Linked DNA regions of Mus musculus: regions 1 and 2 are each linked to region 3. A link is a contact called in public promoter capture Hi-C data. All regions are on one chromosome and are shown on one strand. Each heading gives the region's core, a stretch centred on a gene start, on an enhancer-like site or on the middle of the called end of the contact. The rest is flanking DNA. Distances are from core to core; before and after follow the strand shown. Region 1 holds the start of Serinc1 (serine incorporator 1). Region 2 holds the start of 4930467K11Rik (RIKEN cDNA 4930467K11 gene). Region 3 holds the start of Man1a (mannosidase 1, alpha).

The links. Promoter capture Hi-C pulls out the DNA fragments that hold promoters and counts their contacts.
Region 1: a contact with region 3 is called in a promoter capture Hi-C map of pre-B cells. The contact joins the promoter of Serinc1 here to the promoter of Man1a in region 3. A contact is called at or near these places in 3 of 39 promoter capture datasets (cranial neural crest, liver and pre-B cells).
Region 2: a promoter capture Hi-C map of pre-B cells shows a contact between it and region 3. The contact joins the promoter of 4930467K11Rik here to the promoter of Man1a in region 3. A contact is called at or near these places in 2 of 39 promoter capture datasets (frontonasal cranial neural crest and pre-B cells) and 2 of 484 Hi-C or Micro-C datasets (cardiomyocytes and uterus).

Annotation. Positions count from the first base shown.
Region 1 is chr10:57,530,891-57,534,142 of GRCm38.p6, reverse strand. Serinc1 (serine incorporator 1) reads left to right here and starts at 1,614. Exons shown (of 9, transcript NM_019760.3): 1 at 1,614-1,786. The coding sequence starts at 1,748.
Region 2 is chr10:57,484,970-57,488,270 of GRCm38.p6, reverse strand. 4930467K11Rik (RIKEN cDNA 4930467K11 gene) reads left to right here and starts at 1,918. Exons shown (of 4, transcript NR_045353.1): 1 at 1,918-2,088; 2 at 3,197-3,232. It overlaps Hsf2 (heat shock factor 2), which reads right to left and starts at 1,886. Exons shown (of 12, transcript NM_008297.3): 1 at 1,670-1,886. The coding sequence starts at 1,762.
Region 3 is chr10:54,074,233-54,077,528 of GRCm38.p6, reverse strand. It overlaps Man1a (mannosidase 1, alpha), which reads left to right and starts at 1,792. Exons shown (of 13, transcript NM_008548.5): 1 at 1,792-2,003; 2 at 2,259-3,113. The coding sequence starts at 2,505. It overlaps Gm16998 (predicted gene, 16998), which reads right to left and starts at 1,607. Exons shown (of 3, transcript NR_038016.1): 1 at 676-1,607.

The DNA of each region.
Region 1 (3,252 bases), core at 365-2,864, 3.5 Mb before region 3:
CTTTTGAGAAATCAAGCATCTTACTAATGGTGTCTTGTTTTCCCTCCCTCCCTCCCTCCCTCCCTCCCTCCCTCCCTCCCTCCCTCCCTCCCTCCCTCTCTCCCTCCCTCCCTTCTGTTTTTGCAGTGATAAAATACTCTCATCAAAGAAGCTTAGAGAGTGAGGGCTTATTTTAGCTCGTAAGTCAAGGTTATAGCCCATCACAGCTCTGTTCACAATTAAGGCCCATATCAATTAGAGTAACCAGGATGATCCTGCATAGGCATGGCCAGAGATGAACCTAGATTCTGTCAAGTTGACAATACTAACTGTAACAGCTAGTGTCTTCACAACTTATACTGAAAACAGAGTTTTACACTTGGGCGAAAGAGTATAGAGGTCACATTATCAATCAGAGGAGGTACAAATAGCCTCTACGTGATAGTTTATGTCTTGAAATGTTGGGCTCTACTTTCAGGACTCTTGTAACTACAATGGTTCCCAGTCTTCCATATCTATCTCCAACTACAAATGGACTCACTGAACATTTTGTAGCTCTGTGTGTTCTGTTTTTTTCTTTTTGTTTTTTGTTTTTTGTTTTTTGAATCTTGAACTTCCAAATACTAGGGAACGGATACCAGAGACTTTACAGATTTGCATGCTCAAAACACACAGGCTGATTATCTTCTGTTTTCAATTTTATCCCCACTCTTTGGTCTGTGTTAGTTAACAGTTGTAGTTCTGCCAGATTGATAAGGGTTACTCCACCCCTCTATATGCGTTTTTTGTCAATTTTATGAGACATCTTTATTTTAAAATATTTATAGTAATGGGTATTTCAAAGTGATGTCTGTGTACCAAACTCTTCTCATGGAATGTTTTCAAGGGCAAATTACAGAAAAATAAGAATCGACACTTTTCTATGAACACAGCCCAAACATACACATCAAAACAAGGATGTCAATTGTATGTCCGGATAGCTGTTAATAAACCCCTATACTATAATAAATGTCTTAACTAAGTGAACCCTTTTTCAAGTACATGTTAAAATGTGTCTCAATAGTAAACAAAAGAACGGAAAGGCCCAAACTTGCGGGGGAAATACACACACACACACACACACACACACACACACACACATACACACACACACACACACACGCGCGCATATATATATACGGACACATATATATGTACACACAGATATATATTATATACATATATACATACATATATGTATATATATGATATATAACATACATACACACACACACACACACACACACACACACACACATATATACACACACCAGTGAAACTTGTTCCACATAGTGGCTGCAGGAGTAAAATATGTATGTTAGTAGAACAACAACAAAGAAAACAAAACTAAAAAGGGGACTTTAGTGGAAATGAGATGGCTAAATCCCAAGAGGAACCAAAAAACAGTAACAGTAGCTCTTCTAACGTCCAAATTCAAGACAATGACAGAGGCCTTCCCTAACACAGTCTTCTTTACTTGGCAAAGTAGGCCCACTCCATGAAGCCACAAATCTAGCATCGCTGAAGACCACGCCCTTCCTCTCGGCGCATTGCGCACGCCCGGCAGCAGTCACCGGGTCCAGGTCTGAGCGGAAGTGACGCACGCGAAGCTGAGGGGCTTGTGCGTCTGCGCCGGAAGTGCCTGCCAGACAGTAAATAAGCCCAGAAAAAGGACGAAAGAAGCTGTCTCCATCTTGTCGGCACGCGCCGAGCTGGTGACGCGGCGGCGATGGGGAGCGTTCTGGGGCTGTGCTCCGTGGCGAGCTGGGTAAGGCGACCTGGGGCTCGCGGCCCGTGCGAGCTGGGTTTATCCGCCCTCCTCCGGTCTTTGCGGCTCCGCTTCGGGGCTGGAGCCTAGTGAGGGTGAGGCCGGGCGGAGCGGGGCGTCTCCCGAGCAATGGCTTTCTCTCTCGTGGGAGCCTCGGCCGTCGCCGTTCCAGCTCCTTCCTCCCACGGGCACTGAGTTTCTCCTTGTCACCCCGATTCCGGCGACCTCGCACTGCGGCACTGTCATTCCCGGAGGCCTCTTTTGTTCTGACACGCAGCCGCCAGGGAGTCGGGCCCGTTATTTGGGACATCTCGACAAGTGTCGACGTAGTCTTACCGGGTTTTTTTTGTTCTTGTTTTTAATACAGAAGTCAAATTCCCTTACTACGTACCTTTTTCGGTTTTGTTTGCTTTGATTCTTATATTTCCAAATTTATGTTTCTAGAAAAGGTGTTCAGGTCTGTGGGTACTGATTTTTTTTTTTTTTGACGTAAAACATGAACGTGCAATCTGAAAGTTGATGCTATAGGAAGGGTATGTTGCATTTTCGTGAGGCAGTACAATCCTCTAGAACAGTGGCAAGATTTCGTAAACCAGATGGCACAGATGACCCCGTTCTCTAATAGACAAAACATTGGCAGAGCAGTTTATAATAAAAAGCTTCATTGCTTTGGGTGAGGTATTTGGATTCAAATCTTATTCTTTGGCCAATGATTTCTAAGTTTAACTCGGAACAATCTTTTTTAACTAAATCATCCCTTTGTGTATATGTAACCAATGTACTGGCTAGTTTACATGCCTCATCATTTGAAAACTGCTTTGGTATGATATGACGAGAATTATGCTTAGTTTTTACTCAATACTGTTTGTAAGTCCAATGAGCTATTCCCTTATATTTTGCTATTTGCAGTTGGATAAGGAAATTTGACCTCGGAGAGCCTAATTGAGTCTGTTGACCCCTTTATACAGAAGGCAAAATTAAGTGTAGTAAAACTTAATAAATAGGAGCTGGGGAGATGACTCAGCTTGCTGCTTTTGCTAGATTATGGAGTTTAGTTACCAGCACCCACACATTCGGCAGTTCACTGCTTGTAACTCCAGTTCCAGGGAATCTCACACCCCCTGTCTACTCTCCACTGACAGTTGGCTCCCATGGGCACATACTCCCACACATAAGACACATATGCATACACATAACAATTGTAAGTAGTTATTATAAAATGTTTCCTTGGTTTGTTTGTTAGGATGTTGAGTTATTTAATTTGTAATACTAGAATTAGCTTGGTTGTGGTGTGGGCACACAGCAATTCCATTGAGACCATAGAGTTAGAGGGATATGAATTCTCCATTTTATTATTTTCCAGTTTAGTTTTGAGCACTGTTGTTGTTGTTGTTCTCTTTTGTCTTTTTAAGTTTTAAGGAATTTTTGTATATGTGTGTTTTAAGTCAAAATAGCTTTGGAGAACA
Region 2 (3,301 bases), core at 669-3,168, 3.4 Mb before region 3:
GCACTAGTTTAAATTCTCCACAGTCCTTACCGATCAAAAAAGGCAAGAAAGTTATTAAAATGTTTTGGCTAATTGAAGTTATCAGGTCACTTATACAATACTGTTTAATTAGAACCAATTGCCAATACATTTGTGTAGAACTTATAGACAATACAAATAAATGGCCTTTTGCAAATTCACGTTCAATGACCTCAGCTTGGTTGGGGGAAAGAAATTATTTCAGTCCAGTTTCTAATGTTAAAAGACAGCTGAGGAGCGGTCTGCACTGATCCGGTCTCGTCAACCTTTAATCCTTCTGCCTGATGAAAAGCATGAGCCGTCTGTTTATTTTAAGTTCATGCTGGTTAGCTGCCTTTCTTTATTTTCACTTCTTTGTACCAATGTATCAAATTAATCAATTGCTTAGTCTACACAACCAGCAGGGGTTGGGGGTGGGGCACCTATGTGACAATACACACGAAAATTAAATCCTAGAAAGAAATTTTTAAAACTTGGCACTAATACTCAGCAAAAATTCAGTGACATAGTTGTCCAAATATCAGGTATATTCTATTGCTGTTACCTCCTAAAAGCAGGCAAGGGTGAAAACTAGTTTTAACAACAGAAAAGGGCACAAATGAAACGGAGGAGATAACATTTATTTGACATATAGCTAGGTATTTCCCACTTACTCATCTCAAAAACTGTGAACATGAAAATACCCTGAATAAGTCATCAACTCCAGTAAGAGGAGCCGATCCCCTTCATGAAGAGATTTGAACAATCCAAGCATTGCGAGTCTAGCAAAGGAAAGGCACAAGTGATGTAAAGAATCACTCTGCAAAGAATCTTTGTGTGGAACTGGGGGGAGGGGGTCTTGGGTCACCTAGGCAACGCATCAATCTAACACATAACTTAGACCAGGCAAGATACCGGGCTTGATTAAGGTCATCTTTATTTATAAGGAGGATCTGGATCAAACTGATCAAGGCAACCACAAACCACTATGCCGGCAACTATTCTGTGAAATTTAACGACTCGGTTTTTAACTCCAAGCCGCTAAGTTACTAAGCATAGTCTACAGGCACTTTTACTTGAATTATTTTAAAGAAACGACCCAGTCTCAAAACAATAACTGGGAAATTTCTATGTTAAAACTACATAAATAAAATACATAAATAAAATTTAAAAGCTCAAGGCAAGAGCAGTCGGAGTCTGCACATTTTCCCATTATCATCATAAAAGATCCCAGACGCCAGGGCAAGCAATCCCCGCGGAGGTGATTTCTTTAGATAAGACCTGTGCTCGCTCACTAGCCCGCTCGCCCGCTCTCCCGGGGCTCCGCGACCTCCGCGCCCCGCGGCGAGCAGACGACTGAGGATGAGTGTGCAGAACGCGCCGCCGGGGCCGGTTCCGAGCTCCCCGGGCCGGCGGGACCGTTACCAGGGCGCCCCTCCCCCACGGCGCGCGGCCGGAGGAGAACGGAGCCTGCGGGGCCCGGCTCGCCGCGCACACAAAGCCGGGGGTCCGCGCGAGGTGGGGAGGCCGCGCGCCGCCGCAGGCCGCGGGAGAAGCCGAGCCCAGCCCAGCCCAGCCCAACCCAGCCCAGCCGAGCCGAGCCGAAACGAGCCGAGCCGAGCCGAGCCGGTTCGACAAGGGGGACCCGAGGCCACCGCGTCCCCGACCCTACCTGACTCCAGGTGATGAACTCGTTGGTGTGGGTTTCCTCCACAAGCGTCCACAGCTTGCTGAGGAAAGCCGGCACGTTGGAACTCTGCTTCATTGTTAGCCCGGTGCAGGGATTCCAAATTCTACTACCGAACGCGGAGGTCGCAGCGGCGGCGGCGGCGGCGGCGGCGGCAGCAGCGGCGGTGGCAGCAGCTGCTGCTCCGGGGAACGCACACCACGCAGGCGCGGCGGATCTCGGGCTCCGCCCCCTCGGCGCCGCGGGGCGCGCGGTGAAGGCGGAGAGACCCCGCGGCCGCACGTGATGGACAAGGCTTCGCGCTCCACCCCTGCGCTCTACTCCCGCGCCCGGTCTCAGCGAGTCCAATCCAAGGCTTCGGATGCACTACAGAGCAAAGCGATTGGCTGCTGCCGCGAGGAGGGGTGGGCCCAAGAGTGGTTCAGCCTTCTCTGTTACCTTTTAGGCAGGGTACTCTCTTAGGGAATGATATTGGGTCCAGGGAAACCTTGTTTAGTGGATTCGCATGGAAAGGGTTTGGGTGCACCGGCTGTGGCTGGCAGAGTGCAGAGAAGCCCAAGGGCAGTTGACTCATAAGTTTGACCGGCGAAGAGTAATTTGCTCCAATCTAAAGGAAGGAATACATCACATGGGGCAGTGAGCTGCTTGTGAGCAGATGTGCTAGGCCCCTGGTTGAAACTATCTTAAAGACAATGAGCTTTTCTATACATTTTTCATGGGGAGAAAAATAGCTCATTTAAGGACAGTTTTATCAAAACCTGAAGCATGAATAATAGTTCCCTATTTGTGAAGTACTTGCTATTGTGTGTGTGTGTGTGTGTGTGTGTGTGTGTGTGTGTGTGTACTATTAGGAGCCAGCATCTGTTAAGAGCATCTTATATGCTTTTCTCAACTCAGCAAGCATCAGGTGCCTGTCATAAGCCCAGTTCAAAAGCAACGAGTCTAGTTTTAGAGTATCTGAGTCAAAATGATTGTTCTGCATGTACCTCACAGGGGTTTCCTCAGGCAAAATGTGATTCGGAACAGCTTCTTGAGCGAAATTTCCCATTTCTTCATTGACAATAAGACTTTCTACCCGTGAAGAGTAGCTATAATAACGTGGATCTCTGAAAAAAAGATTTTTTAAAAAACTTTTTTTGTTGTTGTTTTGTTTTGTTTGTTACTTAATAGCTGATCATAGTGTCTGGAATCTGTAAGTCAAGCACTCTGGAGGCTGAGGTAGAACTGTGGAGCAGTGGAGGTCAACCTGGGTTAAATAGTGAGCTCCAGGTATCCTGGGCTAATGGCAAGAAATATAGATAGATAGATAGATAGATAGATAGATAGATAGATAGATAGACAGACAGACAACTTTTTCAGTAAGCATATACTGAACACAGTCATACAGCACTGTTTGGATATATGATGGGGATATATGATGGGGTAACTGTGATTTTAAAAAAAAAGACTAATATTTGATGAGGTCTTATGTGACAAGGGCTTTGCATGTCTTATCCTATTTAATCCTCACAGCAACCCAAAGAGGAAGCTTCAAAGGGTCTGATTCAGGTTGGTACAAATTCTATTCAACCAGTTACACAAAGCTAATCAGAACCAACTCTGTAGCCAGATTCCCAG
Region 3 (3,296 bases), core at 543-3,042:
TTAATCCCATTTTTAAAACATAGTTGGAAAAATAATGGCAGCACAATTACCATCACCAAATGACCAGAAAGAAAGCAACTGGCTTCCTCAGGAGTTAGCCCCTGTTTCTAGGGATCTGTCTTCCTTTCTGTGAGGTAGCTGTTTCAAGGGTCTCATTGAGATAAACACTATTATTTCAGTCATTAGGTTTTCAACCTAAGCACAACCTACAAATGTACTTTGAAAGAAATTTACCTTTTCGTCATTAAAAGAAAACATTATTGCTTTCATTTTTAGAGCTAAATCTATTACCCTGCTTGGATATGCTGCACTCTTCTGGGCATAGAATTTCATAGCAAGTATCAAAATAATCAAGCTATGAAGTCACATTTATCAAGCCATAATTTCTTATTAACCAGAACTTCTGACTATGTTACTGGCTCATTTTGCACAAACCCAATACACAACAAACAGTGATGGCTAAAAATGATAATTAACATTTAAACGAAAACGACCTTAGGATTTCTGCCTTGGCTTTTTTACTTTATGCACACAGCACAACACCTGGAAACAACTGTGCTGTGGGCACTCTCCTGGAAGTTGCCAGCTGTTTTCCTCTGGTTTAAGACAAGTAAAGGGCACACTTTAAAATCATGTTTCCGGAGAAGGTTGAGGGTAAACAGAGCTGCTACAAACCAGCTTTCAGGAGTGGGAAGTCAGTCAAATTTCCCTCTGGTAACTGTTTCTTTGTGGAGCAACAGGGGATTCATAACACAGTTTGGGAAATGTTTTCTTGTCTCTTCACCCTGAGGCAGGGGGTTCCCAGCCAGGTCAAAATGTAGATCTATGCAATATCAGCAGGGCATTCCAATGGATGTCATGGGAGGTGGAGCCAGTTTCCATGACATTCCATGAGACTGAATACTGCAAGGCTGTGTTGAAAACAATCTCTGTTGGACCAAGTCTTGCCTTCGCTGGGAGTTGTCGCATCCAAGACTTAATTTCAACAGGGTTCAATTTATTGCTTGGAGCTCTGGCAGCATAAAACTGTCTTCTTTGAATGGAAAATTTGACCAACTGCGATGAGGTAAATGAATTTCGAAAGTGGGGGGGGTGTGGGGGAGTGTGGGGGAGTCATACAACTTTTGTTGTTGTTGTTGTTTATTGTAAGGGGAAGAGGGTGTATACTTAGAGCCCCAAGCAGTCCCCAAACCCCAAGTCGCCTAGGATGTAAAAGGCTCTTAACGAGGTAGAGTAGAGAGCTCAAAAGCTTTGTGGAGGAGCCTGGAGACTTTGGATTTGAGAGTTATTGGGCACCGGGGAATCCCTGTCTTGGGTAATAAGGGGTGGCTGGAGAAAAGCCTTCAAAACCACTTCAAAACCACGGCTTGCCCCCGCAATCCCCTGCATGCTCTTCGGGATCGCCAATTTCGAGTACTGGGGCAAGCTGTCGCTACCATATTAGTAGTGGTCACTCGGGGATCCACTACCTTTGGGGCTTCGGCTTGAATAGGTTTTGGGCGGAATAAGCTCGGACCAACTCCGGCTCTGGTCCTCCGGGCGAGTCTTAACACGGCTCCCGGGCGCAGTTCCAGTCCTCGGGAGCCCAGGGGAGCCGCGACCTCCCCGCCTCTGCCGGGTCCCGGAGAGGCAGCGCTTCCCGTAAACTCCCCGCCCCGTGCGGCCCCCTCCCCGCCTCGGCTCCACCCCCGCGGGACCCTGGGAGGCGTAAGATTGGCCCGGACGCGCTGTCACTCTCCGGACGCGTCACCGCCCTCGTTTCCGACCGCTCGGGAGACCGGCAGTGCTATTAGTGCACGGCGGGGCCGCGACGGAGGGCAGTACGGTGCCTGGTTCGCTGGCTCACGCCGGCAGGTCGGTGCGCTCGCTCACCTGAGCCGTGTCCCGGGGCCTCAGAGCCACCCGGCTGTACGCGTGCTACCACCCGCCGGGAAGCGCTCGGAGATGGGCAGCTGGAGAAGTTGACGAACCCCCTACGCACGCGGCGCCCTTGCTGCCCAGAGGTGCGCCGCCCTTGCCACCGAGGTGCCCGCTGTGCTGACCCAGATGTCGCGGGACACCCTGCCTCCGCGGCTGGAAAACTTCACCCCAAGTCCAAAGTGGGCTCTGAGGGTGGTGCCCGCGGCTGGACCCCGGGGTTGCCTGCCGGGATACGGTCCTGCGGATCCCGGGTCCAGGGGAGGGCGGAGACCCCACTGGAAACTTTCTCAGCACCTTCCTAACCACTGCGCTTTTACTGTCTCCTCTCCCCCCAACAGGGGCTGCAGCCAGCGGTTTGCCGCGCGTGCCTGTTTGCCAAAGGAGCCGCCCCGGCGAGGATCGCCGGAGGGGAGCCGCTTCAAGCGGGGAGACCCGCAGCCCAGACACGCGCTCTGGGCGGCCTGGATGCGCAAGAGCCGGCCCCGCAGCCGCTGACAGCCGGCGGCAGCGAAGTTTGGCTGCTGAGCGGCTCGGCGCCGGGCCCCTGGACAGACTGTCAGCCGGCGGCTACAACCTCCGGAGCGATGCCCGTGGGGGGCCTGTTGCCGCTCTTCAGTAGCCCTGGGGGCGGCGGCCTGGGCAGTGGCCTGGGCGGGGGGCTTGGCGGCGGGAGGAAGGGGTCTGGCCCCGCTGCCTTCCGCCTCACCGAGAAGTTCGTGCTGCTGCTGGTGTTCAGCGCCTTCATCACGCTCTGCTTCGGGGCAATCTTCTTCCTGCCTGACTCCTCCAAGCTGCTCAGCGGGGTCCTGTTCCACTCCAACCCTGCCTTGCAGCCGCCGGCGGAGCACAAGCCCGGGCTCGGGGCGCGTGCGGAGGATGCCGCCGAGGGGAGAGTCCGGCACCGCGAGGAAGGCGCGCCTGGGGACCCTGGAGCTGGACTGGAAGACAACTTAGCCAGGATCCGCGAAAACCACGAGCGGGCTCTCAGGGAAGCCAAGGAGACCCTGCAGAAGCTGCCGGAGGAGATCCAAAGAGACATTCTGCTGGAGAAGGAAAAGGTGGCCCAGGACCAGCTGCGTGACAAGGATCTGTTTAGGGGCTTGCCCAAGGTGGACTTCCTGCCCCCCGTCGGGGTAGAGAACCGGGAGCCCGCTGACGCCACCATCCGTGAGAAGAGGGCAAAGATCAAAGAGGTGAGTAAAGCCTGCCTGAAATCCCACTCACGCTGCTGTTTTCTGGGAGGTTTGATAAACGATTGGAACTTAGGACTTCACCTTTATCATGCAAAGGCGAGGGAAGTCATCGCTTCCACCACCGTGCCAAAGGCTACACGTTTTTCCTTTTACTACCTCAGGATAAGTGACCAGTGAGGATCT